Linked DNA regions of Mus musculus: region 2 is linked to region 1. A link is a contact called in public Hi-C data. All regions are on one chromosome and are shown on one strand. Each heading gives the region's core, a stretch centred on a gene start, on an enhancer-like site or on the middle of the called end of the contact. The rest is flanking DNA. Distances are from core to core; before and after follow the strand shown. Region 1 overlaps Pik3r5 (phosphoinositide-3-kinase regulatory subunit 5). Region 2 holds the start of Pik3r6 (phosphoinositide-3-kinase regulatory subunit 5).

What was found. Hi-C and Micro-C count contacts between places; a contact is called where the count stands out from the background.
Region 2: a contact with region 1 is called in a Hi-C map of Th1 cells, with 1.7 times the contacts expected there. The contact joins the promoter of Pik3r6 here to the enhancer-like site in region 1. A contact is called at or near these places in 1 of 15 datasets of contacts at CTCF or cohesin (CD8 T cells), 7 of 484 Hi-C or Micro-C datasets (CD4 T cells, CD8 T cells, Th1 cells and 3 more), 4 of 115 datasets of contacts at active chromatin or transcription factors (CD8 T cells, double positive thymocytes, embryonic stem cells and 1 more) and 2 of 9 other capture datasets (adipose tissue and liver).

The regions. Positions count from the first base shown.
Region 1 is chr11:68,448,890-68,453,302 of GRCm38.p6, forward strand. The region is part of intron 1 of Pik3r5 (phosphoinositide-3-kinase regulatory subunit 5); the gene reads left to right. Among named protein-coding and RNA genes, the nearest start is that of Pik3r5, 19 kb to the left of the region's middle. Within about 2 kb of position 2,497, at least 64 of the 459 cell types and tissues checked have an H3K27ac peak or open chromatin away from gene starts, as enhancers often do. A contact at or near this core is called in CD8 T cells, Th1 cells, adipose tissue and 1 more, where this site is marked.
Region 2 is chr11:68,500,816-68,505,395 of GRCm38.p6, forward strand. It overlaps Pik3r6 (phosphoinositide-3-kinase regulatory subunit 5), which reads left to right and starts at 2,204. Exons shown (of 20, transcript NM_001081566.2): 1 at 2,204-2,432.

The DNA.
Region 1 (4,413 bases), core at 1,247-3,746:
GCTTCCATTGTAATTCACTGGTTGTCATAGTCATTGGCCTGCCTCGGTTTAAGGACAGAGAAGTTAGAATCCACTTCTTGAGGAACTAGAGTCTAAGGGACTTTAGAGACACCATTATGGACATCTTTGAGTACTATGATGTTATCAAATACCTTCTATTTTCTTGTTTTGCTTTGCTTTGCTTTGCTTTGCTTTGCTTTGCTTTGCTTTGCTTTGCTTTGCTTTGTTTTGTTTTGCTTTTGGAAAGCAGGTCTTTCTACATAGACAAGACCAGTCTGGAACTTGCTATGTAGCCCAGGCTGGCCTCAAACTCACCATCCTTCCACCTCAGCTTCCTGGGCTTGCAGCCATGTATCATCATGCCCATCTCTACGTTGTTTTCCTGTGGTGAGTTTTCAGGGACTTTTCCCTTTCTTCTGCTGCCAACAAGAGTGTCTCGAACTCCTTTTGAGTCAGTCATGGAGTCTCCTGGCTGAAGGAGGACAGTCAGGAGCCAGATGGAGGAGCATAGCTTTGGAGTTGGTGTCTTGTCCCCAGGAGCAGCATGTGGACCAGGGGTAAAGCAGACCTGTTCGTTTGTCAGGGGAAATTCCCATGGAGCTGGCGTCTGACTACACATTGTGTAGAGTGACTAGTTACCAGCAAACCCAATAAGCCCTGGCTGTGCCCGCTGAATAGGTAAGGGCCTGAGCCTGCCTGGGTGGGTAGTGTGCGTTCCTACCCTCCTTTCAAGGTGAGGGAAGAGGGGGACAAGTCAGGCCTTGGAAGAGAAAGGCTTGCTGGCTTCCTGGACTGTTCCATGGCATAGCTGCCTGCATCCTAGCCCTAAACCCTTTCTTGGGAAGAAGAGATTTTTCTGTACTCTTCCTGTTGCAAGCTTATTCATTTGCTGGGGATTCCATAGACATGCATTTGTTAACCTCTTACAGTGTAAGGGACCAGTGTCTATGTGAGGTCCCTGGACATAATGGGTTGCAGGCATGTGTTGAATAACATTTCCATTGATAATGAAATGGATAGACCATGGTAGTCCTTCACCGTTATAATGAAGTTGACATTTTTCTATTGCCTAGTGATGTGGCTGTCCCAGAGCTGGAGCATACCCCATTACTCCCTGGTTTGTGATGATGCTGGTGTACTACTAATCATGTGAAGGGCAAAGTGCGTAACTATGTAAGGGGTAATACCTCCATAATGACAATAAGTGATCTGTGTCACTATTCCTGGCTTATGAATTGACTATAGTCTACTTTTAAATATTAGCTTGGAGTATCTTCCTTCTACCTACAAAAAATATTGACTATCAGACAGCATGCCGTATCACACCAGAGGTAGCCTCCTGTGCTCTCTCCCCACATTAGTGTCCTGTGGTGTCTGCATGGCTACCAAATTGTCGAGTGGTGCATTCCCCACACCATAGCCTAAGGATGTGCTTTCCCTGTTGAAAGTAACGTATGACCACATTCAAGTCATGATATGCACAGCCTGCAGCTCAGTTTCATGTGGCTCAGCAAGGTGCATGTGTCTATGTGTGTAGCGTGGTCATTAGATTCCCCCCAGTTAAGGTACCTGCCAAATAGGAATAAGGCAGAAAGGACAAGACGTCGAAATGCCCTCCTTTCCTCTTTCTGCAGCTCCCTGCCTACATCCTGCCTCTGTCGTGCCTCTTTGGGGGTACAGGTACAGGAGGACAGAGCTGGGCAGCAGGCTGGACTTGCTTAGATGTGGATTGCCTGTAGCCTGAGTGAGCAAAGTGGAATCCTCGGCTTGGCAGGACCCCACAGGGAAGGTGACATTTTTCCAGGGCCCGGAGCGTCAAAGTGTGCATGAAGAGTAATGTGGGGTTTTGATGGTAGAACAGCAAGAGATGGATGTGGAAGGGCTCTGCTGGAGACAAGCAGCTTACTGAAGGGGTTCAGGCAGAAGGCAGCAGGCACGCTTTCTTGGGGGAAGCCAAGAGAGAAGGCTGGAGGTTGATCTTCAGCCCCAGACCAGGGCCTGATCATCCATCCCTCCAAGGACTGCACTTGGGAGCCTTGTAAACCTCTGTGAGAACAGACAGACAGACAGTGAGGCTGGGGATTGGGTAGGATGGGACCCCTTGTGGGAAGCTTCCTGAGTGACCTTGCTTCTGCTTAATTTATCTGCTTCCTGTTGCCAAGGAAACCCAGCTCCAGTGGTCTTTCCTGGAGCCCTTACACCATCTTACTAGAAATTCCCAGGGAATGTAGTTTGGCCTGGGGGTGGGGGGACTCCCCCACGTAGCCCTCCCCAGACGCTTCTCTGAGAATGGAGATCTTTCTGTTTCTTTATCTTAAGGCTGACACGGGAAGGTAATGTGACGAATGTGACTGGACGGGATTTGAAGCAGCTGTGGGAGGAACAGGCAGATAGTAATGGGTTGAAGCCTGCCGAGCTGGCTGTGGCAGGGAGTCCCCTGGCCCTGCTCCTCAAGCTGCAGAGTCTTGAGGTGTTCTGACACATCCTGTGCCCCAGCCCACCGCTGGCTGCTCTCGAAGCACGGGCCAGATGTGCAAATTCTGCGGCTGGGCCGGGGCCAGGGCAGTACAGCTTGCTTTTCTTGGAAATCATCAGTGATTTGTTAGAAAAACAGGAAACCCTGGGGCTGCCGGTGTGCATCTTGACTTTTCTGTTTTTGTTTTTTGAGTTCCTTTTATCTATGTTAGGCCCAGGTTGCCATGCAGCCCAGCCCCGCAATGCTGTCTCTTAGCAATCGTTGCCTGCCCACCTTCCTCTTTTCTTCTTCCTTGGGCTTCTGCAGCCTCGTCCTTTAGTCCCAGGGACTGATACAGAGACAGGTCAGATGAGATAACCATGGAAACATGATGATGGATATCAAGTTAGACCACTTCTTCTGTAAGGTCTGGAGTAGGCACCTGAGTGTGCCTCCCTCTGCCTCAGCCCCAGATCTATTCACCCACCCGTTGACTGTGGTTGGGCTAGAAATAAAGCTGCCTCTGCTTGTGGGACCTGCTGTCGCTGGGCATCTGGAGTGGCTACCACTGACCTCCTGCTGTTCCTCGTATGACATCACCATCACAGGAAGAGCTTCATCTCTGCCTGGCTACATAGGAGCTGGAGGAACTCTCAGATATCATTCTCTGTTCGTGGGACCACTGCAGCTGAAAGAGAAGAGTCTTTCCAAGGGTCTGGAATACAGAGGACAAACATGGAGGAGACAGATTGTAGTTGTGTGTGCATTGGATCTTTAAGAAAGTTCTAGAAAGTGCTGCTGTTTCCTAGAGTCACCTATGGGGTTTTCCCTGAGTCTCCTCAGGTCAGGGGTAAGTGCTGAGGATGTCTGGTGGTTGATTTACTCAGACTGCTTTGCTGCCGCTGTTCACCCCATAATATAACAATGTGAAAAGCCCTGCTCATTTTGAAGATGCAGTGGCCCAGAAATTATCCAGCTTGTCTTGTCTTCCACTCTCCAAGCAGGGCCCTGGGGCATGAGCTGGTCTGTGCCCATCATGAGAGGTCCAGACAGAGCTGTTGCCTGTCTTGCATTCTCTGCAGATATCTACCCCTGAGTTTTCATTCACTGCTGTAGTCTTGACACCATACTCCACCCTAGGGGAGCCGGGCTCAGGGACTGCTGTTTTGAACTCATATAAGAAGCCTGATGTGAGTGAGAGTGGTTAGAAACTCACCCACACCACCCTGGGGTGTTGCTTGGCAGAGGTATTGAACTGGTTTAGGGGAGAAACCAGAAAGCAAATGGACTGGGGGAACTCTGGACTGGACAAGGAGAGGGGCAGCCAGGTCATACCAGGACTTCAGGACACAGTGAGCATCTACAACTGATAGCAGCCCCCCAGGTCCATGTCCTCATTCTTCAGGGTTTCACAGCTACGGGGCGGGTGGGAGAGGGGGAGGAGCAGAGATTCTCACCTGCATCTGTGCCTGGGGCCCATGAGAGAGGATGGAGGACAGGTGACATTTCTAACTGAAGGCTAGTGTTTCCTTTCATTATGAACATAGTCAATAAGCCACAGTCATATCAGTAGCACCTGCGTCTTTGTAAGCCACAGAAGTCCAGATGTGCCTGTGTGCGTCGCTCCACAGCGTTTGCAGATAGCTTTTGTCATTTGTGCTTTTTTAACATTTTGGAGTGGTGGTGGAAGTTAGGCTGACTGCTGGGTTGGTTATTTAATGTGTTAGTTACATCATTTCTTTAGAAATCAGCTGGTTTAACAATGGTTAGCGATTGTATTTCCATAGTGCGCTGCTTACTTACCTTGTTGCTGTAGTTTCCCAGGCCCCTCTCTCTCGATTTCATTTGACTTTATTATTTTATGTGTAGAAGGGCTTGGGCTGAGCGTGTGTCTTTGCATTACTGACATCCCTGGTGTCCGAGGAAGCCAGAAGCAGCTCTGTGGATGCTAGGAAGTG
Region 2 (4,580 bases), core at 954-3,453, 52 kb after region 1:
CCTTTGTTGTCATGAACCGCCCTGGGACCCTCTGTGCTGTTGCTGGAGAATTATTGTAGGTCCAGGGGAGGTGGGTGGGGCTAGACAGCCGGTCTGTGTCTACACCCTACCTGAAGATGGGCGGGGCTGTGCAAAGGCACAGGTGTGGGGACAGATCTTTCTCATCACCGCCTCCTTCCCTCCTAGTCCTCCGTGGAAGGGATGGGTCTGGGACTGTCCTCAGTCAGTCACCGGGCTGCCCCGCTATATGGTTACCACACCCACACCAGCTGCAGAAACGCTGCTGATAAGAGCGGTGCGGCCACAAGAGCAGAGGCCAGCTTGTGATTTCCGATTCAATTAGGCCGAGACTGATAAGCGGGGCTGCCCGTGGAGGCTGCACGGGTTCATGCTCTCAGCTATTACACACTGGGTTTATTCATTTCCACCACTCCCCCCACCCCCACGTCTGTCACTCGTGTGCTCACTTTCCACTTGCTTTACTGAAGGAGCCAATCTTTCTCTTCACATGGATGTGGTGACTAAAATCTGAGGACCATTACTATCCCAAAACTTACTGGGCAGGAGAAGGCGGGTCGGGCAGGCAGGCAATGGCCTCAGAACACCAGCGAAGAGGGAAGAGACGCTAGAGAGAATTAACCCCGGGTATGTGGGAGAGTCTGGAAAAAAAGTAGGGGGAGGGAGGCAGAGCCAGAGAAGAAATGACACTCATCCCTGGACTGTGTTTTTCTAAAGGCTTTCTCTTAAAAAATGAAGGCAAGACTAGAACCTAGTGAGGGCCTTACAAGGATGTCAAACAAATAAAAACCAGTACTTCCAAAGCTGCAAGCGATAGAAGCCCACATTAAAAAAAAAAAAATCAAAACTTTAATCTTTAAAAGGCAGGGAAATTTGGATCACATAGATGAGCTGACTAGAAGTAGATTAGGCAACAGGGTTTTAGGCATGACTGGATCTAGGTGCTTCAAAGACAGTATCACTATTGATCTGCCTGACACTCTCCAGAGCCAATTTACCAATAGGATGTGACCATAGAGTCTGTGACTTTTTAAAAGAGGCCTAAAAAGTGTGTTGGAGATGTTCCTGTGTTTTTTATTTCAAGTCTGAGATAGAGGAGGAGGGGAAGAGGGAGGTGGAATGAGAGGAGGCCAAGGAGGTGGAGCTTCCTCTCAGTGCCCAAACTGTCCTTCCCTAGCCTTGACATTTGCCACCACTGACCACTGGTCCCTTCTTGACATTCCTGCCCAGCTTTTCCTCTTGCCCCTTTGCCCTGTTTCCTATTCTTCCCCGAGAAGAGAGATGACCCAAGAAAAACATTGGAAGGAGAGTCCCATGGCCTCGATGGTTTTTGTTTGTCTGTTTAGAGACAGGCTAGCAATATGCAGCCCTGGCTGGTCTGGATCTGGATATGTAGACAAGGCTGGCCTTGAACTCACAGATCTGCCTCTGCCTCTGCCTCTGCCTCTGCCTCTGCCTCTGCCTCTGCCTCTGCCTCTGCCTCTGCCTCTGCCTCTGCCTCTGCCTCTGCCTCTGCCTCTGCCTCTGCCTCTGCCTCTGCCTCTGCCTCTGCCTCTGCCTCTGCCTCTGCCTCTGCCTCTGCCTCTGCCTCTGCCCCTGCCTCTGCTTCTGCCTCCAAAGCATCTGGATCAAAGGCATGGACCACCACACCTGGCAGCCTGGGTAGTTAAGAACCTTCACTAGGGTGCGGAGAGGCTGCAGTGAGGAGCTACTCAGGGGTGAGATTAAGGAAGTGGCTCAAGGACAGGCTTTGTCACAGCTCAGGACAGAGCCCACAGGCTGGGGAGGCAGTGCTGAGCAGACTTGATGTGGTCTAAGATGCAAATGTGGGGGACAGATGCTGGGATGACACAGGGTTTCTGTTCTGAGGTGACAGAGATGCTGGTTTGGTGTGAAATAGTTCAGCCTGTGCATGTCAGATGTCAGGAGGTTAACAGACATCTGGTCCCTCATGCCCACCGTAGGATGGGACATAAGTGGGGTACCTGGACCTTTGGAAAGGCTAGATTTCTGCTTCAGAACCTCATCAGCATGAGAGTGGACATATCCATCCCTTGTGGAAATGTTCATCCCTCCAGACAGGTCACTTGCATTAGGCCAGAATAAGGAACCCCCAGGGACAGTGAGTGACCACACCCACTTCTTTGAAAAAAAAAAAAAAGCCTCAGCAGGATATGCCTGGGAGGGGCTTTGTGGGCCATGAGGAAGGGGAAGGGGAAGGAAGGGGAGGGACAGGACTAGCTGTGTGAGGAAGAACTTTTTCTGCAGATCTCTAGAGTGGACAGTCAGGACGACAAGCTCTCTTTGGCTCCTTTGGGACATCTGGTCCTTGGGGTTGCTGGCCTCCTGAACAGGACCTCAGGAGCTCATTGGCTGGAGGGTCTGGGGACGTGGACAACTGTGGTCCAGCTAAGGTAGGTTCTGACTGGGGCAGAGTGTCTGAGGAGGGAGTTGGGAGAGACAGGGCTGGACCCAGATGAGGTTCAACATGGAAGCGGCTGGTGGATGAAGAGCCCTAAGGAGCCCACGTCTCAGAAGGCTGGTCCTGCTGTGACAGTAAGAGCACCTGCCAGCTATTTCTGTTCAACCTATTTTCCAATGAGGAGAGGACCCAAGATCTTGTGAGGAGACCTTTCTTGTTTTACCCCTCGAACTCTGTGCCTGTTAGCGATAATAGGGTAAGGCCAATGCTGTATAGCTGTGATTCTTTCAGGAACTAGAGGTTGGGTGGGTAAGTGCTTCAATGCCCATCTTGGGTCAGGAATAGACCAAGACTCAGCGCAGGGAAGTAAATCGCAGCAGGTCACAGAATAAATGAGCGAGCAGGGAGAATCCTGAATCCCTGTCTATGTTGCTTCCAAGACGTCATCTGTCCATCTCTCTTCTGGGTATTTAGTGACTGTCAGGGCTGGCTGGTGTGGTGTGTATGTGTGTGTGTGCGTGCACTCACACTCTCACAGAGAGACCAGGAGGGGGTACAGGGAGGGGCATCTGTGCTCTTAGGTTGTTGGCCTCCTGCTCCAGGGGCTGAGACAAGGCCTTGGTTGTCTGATACAGTAATATAAGGCAAAAAATTGCTGGTGAGCCGGGACTTGGAGACAGATATAGGGAAAGTGAGGTGAGATCAGGATGAAGCTTCAGAGATCGGGAGGGCTTATATGCAGAGGTGAGGCTGGCCCTGGAGCACCCCTGGAGGAGAGAGCCCAGAGTGCAAATCTCAGAGGCAGGTCAGTAGATATATGATTGAGGATGAGGGAGCAGAGACCTAGAGACTTTGTGTGGCAAAAGATGCAGTGTGGGACTATCCTCATTCATTGATTTAGCTCCGGGCAGGTCTCATGTCTTACCAGGCACAGTTCTCCTGCCCATCCTATGTGACAAGGGCTGCAATGGTGTTTCCTTTAAAGCTGAGGAGGGCTGGGGCTGTTGCTCAGTGGCACAGCACCGTGCCTAGCATGCAAAAAGCCCACAGGTTTGTAAATAGGTATGGAGTAAGAAAGAGGAGAGAGGGAGGGAGAGAGAGAGAGAGAGAGAGAGAGAGAGAGAGAGAGAGAGAGATTGAGAGAGAGAGAGAGAGAAGCCGTTCAGACTTACAATAGCCTCAGTATAGGCTAGGTTAGACCCCAGTCAGTGTGGGCTAGGATGCAGGGCCTCATCACCTGTCACAGGCCTACTGCAATGCCCTCATGCTGTTTCCAAGGCCATGATGCCTGAAAGGCACACAAAGGCCAGGCTTCAGTTCCTGTGGCCCCTCAGCATCCAGGACCCTCGGATCCTCTCAGCCTCCCTGGGAACAATGTTGTTGCTCTTACTGCTCTGTCCTATTCAGGTGTTTCCTTTAAGCACCGCTAGACACCCCAAGGAAGTTGGCCCGAAGCCCTTTACAGAGCCTGCAAGGAGGCAAGGTCTTTAGGAATCTTTAAAATCCTGATTGGCCCTGGGGGCTGAGGAGGGTCCCAGAAACTCAGAGCTCTGCCTGCATTTCCGCTTGCCCACTAATCACTTGCTATGGTTTGAAGATCTGCCCAATAGTCATATGCTGTTGTTTAATTTAAAGAAAAAAAAGTTATATTGTCTGTTAAGTGTGGTCTGCCCCTGAACTCCGGCAGTGAGAATGGATACTCCGGTGGGAGAGGCAGGCGGGGAGGCTACATGGAGAGGTGAGAGGTGGTGAACGTGGGTGACAGAGGCTCCGCAGGCTGTTTCCATCTCTGCGTATCTCTGTCTCTCTGGGGGGGGGGGTGACTGCAGGTCATAGGGAAGCAGAAAGACTACCTGCAAGTTCTCTGCTGTTGCTCCAGGGTTTGGCCTTGCAAGAGGGGCTGTATCAGGCCGGACATGCATACAGTGTCCGTCTGTTTGGACGGCTGGGCGCAGGGATGCTGTTGGAATGCGTGCAGCAAAGGACAGGGCTGTGAGGCTCTTTCAGAGCTTCAGCCCCAATCCCAGCCCAGCAGCTCTGAGCTTCCTCCAGCAAGGCTGCTGACAGGATCACACAGAGGCTACAAGGGCCCAGGGCTCCCATTCACTCTTCCCACCTGTTACACTCAAGGCTGTAGCCT